Linked DNA regions of Mus musculus: region 2 is linked to region 1. Evidence: chromatin contacts called from public promoter capture Hi-C data. All regions are on one chromosome and are shown on one strand. Each heading gives the region's core, a stretch centred on a gene start, on an enhancer-like site or on the middle of the called end of the contact. The rest is flanking DNA. Distances are from core to core; before and after follow the strand shown.

The links. Promoter capture Hi-C pulls out the DNA fragments that hold promoters and counts their contacts.
Region 2: a promoter capture Hi-C map of pre-B cells shows a contact between it and region 1. The contact joins the promoter of Ipo5 here to the promoter of Dis3 in region 1.

What each region holds. Positions count from the first base shown.
Region 1 is chr14:99,098,336-99,101,104 of GRCm38.p6, forward strand. Dis3 (DIS3 homolog, exosome endoribonuclease and 3'-5' exoribonuclease) reads right to left here and starts at 1,435. Exons shown (of 21, transcript NM_028315.2): 1 at 1,111-1,435; 2 at 348-505. The coding sequence starts at 1,338. Pibf1 (progesterone immunomodulatory binding factor 1) reads left to right here and starts at 1,089. Exons shown (of 18, transcript NM_029320.3): 1 at 1,089-1,794; 2 at 2,694-2,769. The coding sequence starts at 2,715.
Region 2 is chr14:120,909,873-120,912,641 of GRCm38.p6, forward strand. It overlaps Ipo5 (importin 5), which reads left to right and starts at 1,322. Exons shown (of 26, transcript NM_023579.4): 1 at 1,322-1,471. The coding sequence starts at 1,382.

The DNA.
Region 1 (2,769 bases), core at 185-2,684:
TTATTAATCACAAACTCCCACATTTTTCTCCTATATATTTGTCACTCACATAATATGGGATTACAGGAGTGTAGATGGTTCTTATCGCCAAAGAATCAACCATTCAACTCAATAGACAACTTAAAGGGAGCATTTCAGAAGTAAAAGGACGACTTTAGCGGCTAGATCCTGGTTTAGGGTGTGACCTCACTAACACTGCGACCTTAGATGAGCCTATGTAGGTAGCACTGTCTTCCACACAACCAGGTAACCACCAAGCAGCACAGGAAGCTACAGCCTGTGTTTGATAAATTCCTTTCCAAGAAGTCTGTTAAATTTAGGTAGCCCTGTGGTTTTGTGATACTTACTTATGGTGCTCATTAGTGAAGGTATAGAAATGCTTTTCCTGGTTATTGGTCACATCCCTGATTCGCTTGTAGATGGGGGCGCTCCGGTTTCTCACTTCTTGCATCACTGTTTGTAGCACAATGACATTTCTGATGGCCGGGTGTTCGAGGACATCAATCTTAAAAAACCAAAGCCAAATGTTAACTCCCCCGTTTTCAGTTCTACCTTGAACTCTCTGCCCAGCCTGAATTCTTGTGACAGTTTAAAACACTGACTCTCCGTTAGGCCAAAGTGGTACTTGGCTGCAGAAAAAACTTGACAAAGTCACTAAGGGGGGACCCTGTAGGCCTGAGACGATGACAAGCACCCATAATCGGACCACAGAGTTTGCAATACCAGAGCTATTAATAAGTAAATTATGCTGGCCCACACAATTTTTTGTTCGTAGGCACTTACAAGCTGCCTGGGGGTCGCAATCTGGAGGCCACAGAAGCCCAGGTCCCCGGCTTCCAGGCACTTATAATCTAAAGTAGAAGAGACACCAGGGGTTAGAAAATGTAACGTGTCTAAAAATAAGACTCCAAGAACCGAAAAAAAATATATATATATAAATAAATAAAGTGACATCAGGGAACGGTACCTCAGCCTGGATGGCAGGATGCGAGCGAGGGTAGCCACGGTACTTGCCTCTCTCCATCCAACATCCCAAGACCCGCCTCCCCGGTCCCCAGCGTCCCTGTCTGCCACGCCCCCTCGTCACCACGCGGCCCCGCGTCCACGCACCTGGTGCAGCAGCACATTGGTGTCCGGCAGAAGGTAGTGCGGCCACGGGCAGAGGCTGCTCGCCTGGTCCCGGGGCTGCAGCTCCAGGGCCGGGCCCGCGTGCGCCCCGCCGCAGGCCGAGCAAGCCGGCGCGCCGCAGCCGATGTCATCCCGCAGGTAGTGCTCGCGCACGATCTTCACCACGCCGCCCGCGCGGGTCTTCTTCAAGAACGTCTTGGACCTGAGCATCTCGCCTCGCGGCGTGGGATCCCGGCCGTCAGCTAAGAAACCGAGGCGCGGCCACGCGCATTCCCGCTTTTGCCCGCTGGCTGGTGAGGTCACTCTCGCGAGAAAACACGAAGGCGCGTTCGTTCCCCGACGGTCGCGGTGATTGGGCGAGTGTTGGTTGTTTCCTCCCGCCGGTGGGCGGGGCTTTCCTCTGGACTACAGCTCCCAGCCTGCACCGCTTCCGACTGGCTTCCGGGAAGGAGTGAGCTTGGGTACCTGCGCACCCCAGGTTCTTCCGACTTCTTCTGGGGCACGGCGTGTGGTTGTCTTGGTGACCGATCCTAACGGTCCGGTAGCCCCGAGATACCTGTTGAGGGGTGGCAGCCTGAGCTGCTGACTGAAGACGCCATTGGTTCTTCCAAGAGTCCGGGTGAAGCTGGTGTTATCCTTATATGCGGAGTTACTGACCATTGAGAGGTAGCTTCCAGGAATCCTTTTCCCTTTCTTTCTCACGCGGCGCAGAGATGCTAAAATGTAGGAAGTTTAGAATGTACGGATTTCTTAATCAAAGAGGGAGAAGCCGGTCCCTGGTCCTTGGTAACTCACGCAAGGATTTGTTTTCTTATTTTACTTTTTTTCCCCCCCAATCCTTTCCCTTTAAAAAGGAAAGAGGCGGATTGTACTGAAGCTCTTCCTGTTCCCCCCCACCACACAGACCTCCTTCTTTAGCGTTCCTCTTAGAGAAACTGAAATAGCTAGTTCTATAACTATTTTACTAAATCGTGTCGTATTTAAACAAGGGAGTTACAAAAAGCCTTGTGAAGGCTAAAATGTGCTATTCAGAATATTCGAGTTTGTACCCTTCTAACCTCTTTAGGTTTTTCAAGTTATTTAAAAATGCTTTTGTCGCACTCTGAGCCTGTTTTCAAATTTTTCGGTGATGCCTTAACTGTAAAACTAAACCTGGCATGTAAGTCTTGCTTTATAAACCCTCCACCGACATACCAACATTTTTCTCTCTGTGTCCAGATTTCAATACTACTTCTGTGAGGACCTTCAGTGACAAAAATCAACCTCTCCTTGAGTTTGAAACTTAGTATTATAGGGCTATCCTTTCTATTTTACATGACTTTATTTATCTGTTACCTTCAAGTAAGATTCTTGCCCCGAGACACACACACACACACAGGACAATGGGTGAGTTCATGATAGGATTTAGTGAGTCTGTTTGATTTGAACACTAATCTGGCTTACATTTGGGACCTTCCAATACCTAATGATCTAGGCGATCCTTGGTGTCTCTTTAATGCTCTGTATGCCCTGTAGTAGGTTTTTTTTTTTTTGTATATTTAACTTTATTTCTTTTTATTCTACAGAAGATTGATTCAAATAATAAAATGTCTCGCAAAATTGCCAAGGAACCAAAAAAAGTAAATATCTCTAGTTCTCTGG
Region 2 (2,769 bases), core at 72-2,571, about 22 Mb after region 1:
CACAGTAGGCTTTTAACTGAGTCTGGGCAAACAGGAGCTGGGATAAACTTGGGAGCTGAGAGCCAGTCAAGATTTTTACAACAGAATCTGAATTGTGGAGAAAGGTCTCCCCTCTATAGGTGTAGCTGCAACCCTGATTACGTTCTGCTTTTCTGGAGGCCAGCGCATCTATTTTGTAGAACTAGTTTCCAACTGGGGATGCTCTTTCATTCTTGGGCCACATTGTTTTTTTTTTTTTTTCAGTGTAGGACCATTTCATACATTATTTTTTTCTTTTGATATGAGCATTTGAGTCTGTGGACATTAGACATGATTCTGAATAGGACATGATTCTCAAAGTGTTTCAGTTTGAGCTCTGCTCTCTCCTGTTTAGGCAGTCCCAGATAGAAAGATGGGCCAACGCTGGTGTTTAAGCACTAGAGTTTAGGAGGTGAGAGGGAGGCAGCCTCTGGTCCCCTCCATGCTGGCACGCATCAACTATCAATGGATCGACCACGTTAGGGAGTGGCTCATGACTTCTCCCATCCTTAGAGAGCAAGGAAGCTCCAAACACCAGGATGGGTGGCAGTTCCCGGGTGGGGAGCGTGCGTGATTTGATCCGGGACGGAGAGGTGCAGGGGGGAAGAGTCCGTGATGAGCAACCCCTCTTCCGGGACAGTCCCTGGACGTGAGTCACAGGACAGAGGAGGGTAGGGACCGCCTGAGTCACAGGCTGAGGGGGACGACACGACACCACAGGGCCAGACAGATGGAGGGGTCTGCAGAGGCGGGTGTGTGTATGCGTGTGTGCTCGCTGCTGGGGGGATTGGGATGGGGTTAGGGAGGGGGGTCCCGGGGCCCCAAAGCCCTAAGGCGCGGCTACGCGGCGGGCGGCAGGGAAAGGGAGTCCAGCCAGCCCGCGGCGCCGAAATCTCCCGCGCTCAGGAGCTGGCCCCTCCTCCGGGCCCGGCCTCACGCCCCTCGCGGCGGCCCAGCCGGATCGGCTCCTCCCAACCCGCGCCCCGGGAACCCCAACCTCGTCCTAACAGCGGCCCTCTGGCCGCCACACACGCCCGCCAGCCCCGCCTCCCGGCGCGCGCTGGAGTGACGACACCGCAGGGTGCGTGACCAATCGGCGTGGCCCTCGAGGGGGGGCGGCCTCGGGCACGCCCCCCGCGCCGCGAGCCAATGGGACGCCGGCGTCGGCGGCCGCGGCCGGGTGAGAGGGCGCGAGGCCCCGCCCCGTCCTCCCTCGGCCCCCTCGGCCCCGCCCTTCTCGCCCGGCCCCTCATCCCCGCGCCGCCGCTGGTGCCGGTCGCCGCGCTGGGCCCGCCCCCAACCCTCCCGCCGGCCCGCCAGCGCGCCTCACAGCTCCCTCCTTCTCTCTCTCACGCCTAGCGCAATGGCGGCGGCCGCGGCGGAGCAGCAACAGTTCTACCTGCTCCTGGGAAACCTGCTCAGCCCCGACAATGTGGTCCGGAAACAGGCGGAGGTAAGCGAATCGGCGGCCCCGGCGCGCCGATCCTTCTCCTCCGCGGCCGGCCGGCTGGCCCTGGGCGCTCGTCGGCCGGCCGGCCGAGCGGCGCGGGTCGGCCCGGCTGGCGGACAGCGGCCCCGCAGCCCACGTGCGCGCCTCCCGCCCGGCCCCGGCCCTTCCGGCCCGTGCAGCGGCGGCGGCGCCGGTTGCCTCGCCGCCGACCCGCGCACACGTGCCACCGCGCCTGACGCGCCCCGCCCGCGGGCCCTGCACCCCAGCCCTGCTCTCCCTCCCCGCGTGGCCCGCCAGCCCTCGCGGGCGGCCAGACCCCGGCAGCTCCTGACCCGTCCCGCTTCCCCCACCACCCCAGCCGCTCCCTTCCCCATCCCAGCTCAGGGAGAACGCGTGTCCTGCCTGTCGCTGCCTTACGGCGTCTTTCCCCCGAGCCCCTTTCTGGTTTCTAAAAGGAACTGCACACGCCGGTCCCTTCAAGATCGTGTGAAGTTGCCTTTGAGGGATCCCTGCTTGACCACCTCGCTCTGCTCTTCTTCCTTCGAATCTTGTTTGATCTCTAGAGATTTGGGCTTATAAACGGGATATACTGGGGGCTGTGGCTGTCTAACTGGGCCAGTGCCATCTCTTTTTCATATAACACAGATCGTTCTCAATCAGTCTTAGATCAAGGGTTCCATTTCAGATACAGTTATAAGCCCATTTGCAAGCTAGCAATAATATTATTAGCTCACTAGAAGACGGAAGATACATTGTTAGTGTTGAAGCTCAGATTTTTGTGAGGTAATTTCTAGGAAAGTTGATACGTGGAGCTCCTTACGACCCATGGGTCTGAAGTTTTTTAGGAGACTCTGAGGATGTGTGAATAGCTTTACTTACAAAGCAAAGATGTCTTTTATATATAGCTAGTGACGTTGACATGTCTTGTACTTACCGACCTAAAGTTGGGAGCTGTCTTTTAAAACAGTTGCTAATTTCGCTTTGAGTAGAATGGATAATCTGGCCACACTTAGATTTTAGTAAGTAAAGAAGTTGGAGACTTAACTTCTGTGTGAAATGGTGCTTTAAACTATGTCCTTCTTAATGGTGCTTTTAATTTTGGGGGGAGGGGAGATAGCGATGTTTGGCTCTCTAGTTTACACAGGCCCTTCAAACCTGTGGCAGTCCCCCAGCCAAGTTTCCTGAGCGCACCAGTTCCCATGCCCGCCTTATTCAAGTAATATGCAGTGTATAGGGGGAAATTCAAAGGGTACAATTCTTAATCCACTCTCCACGTTTATTTCATGAGCCTTCCTTGAAAA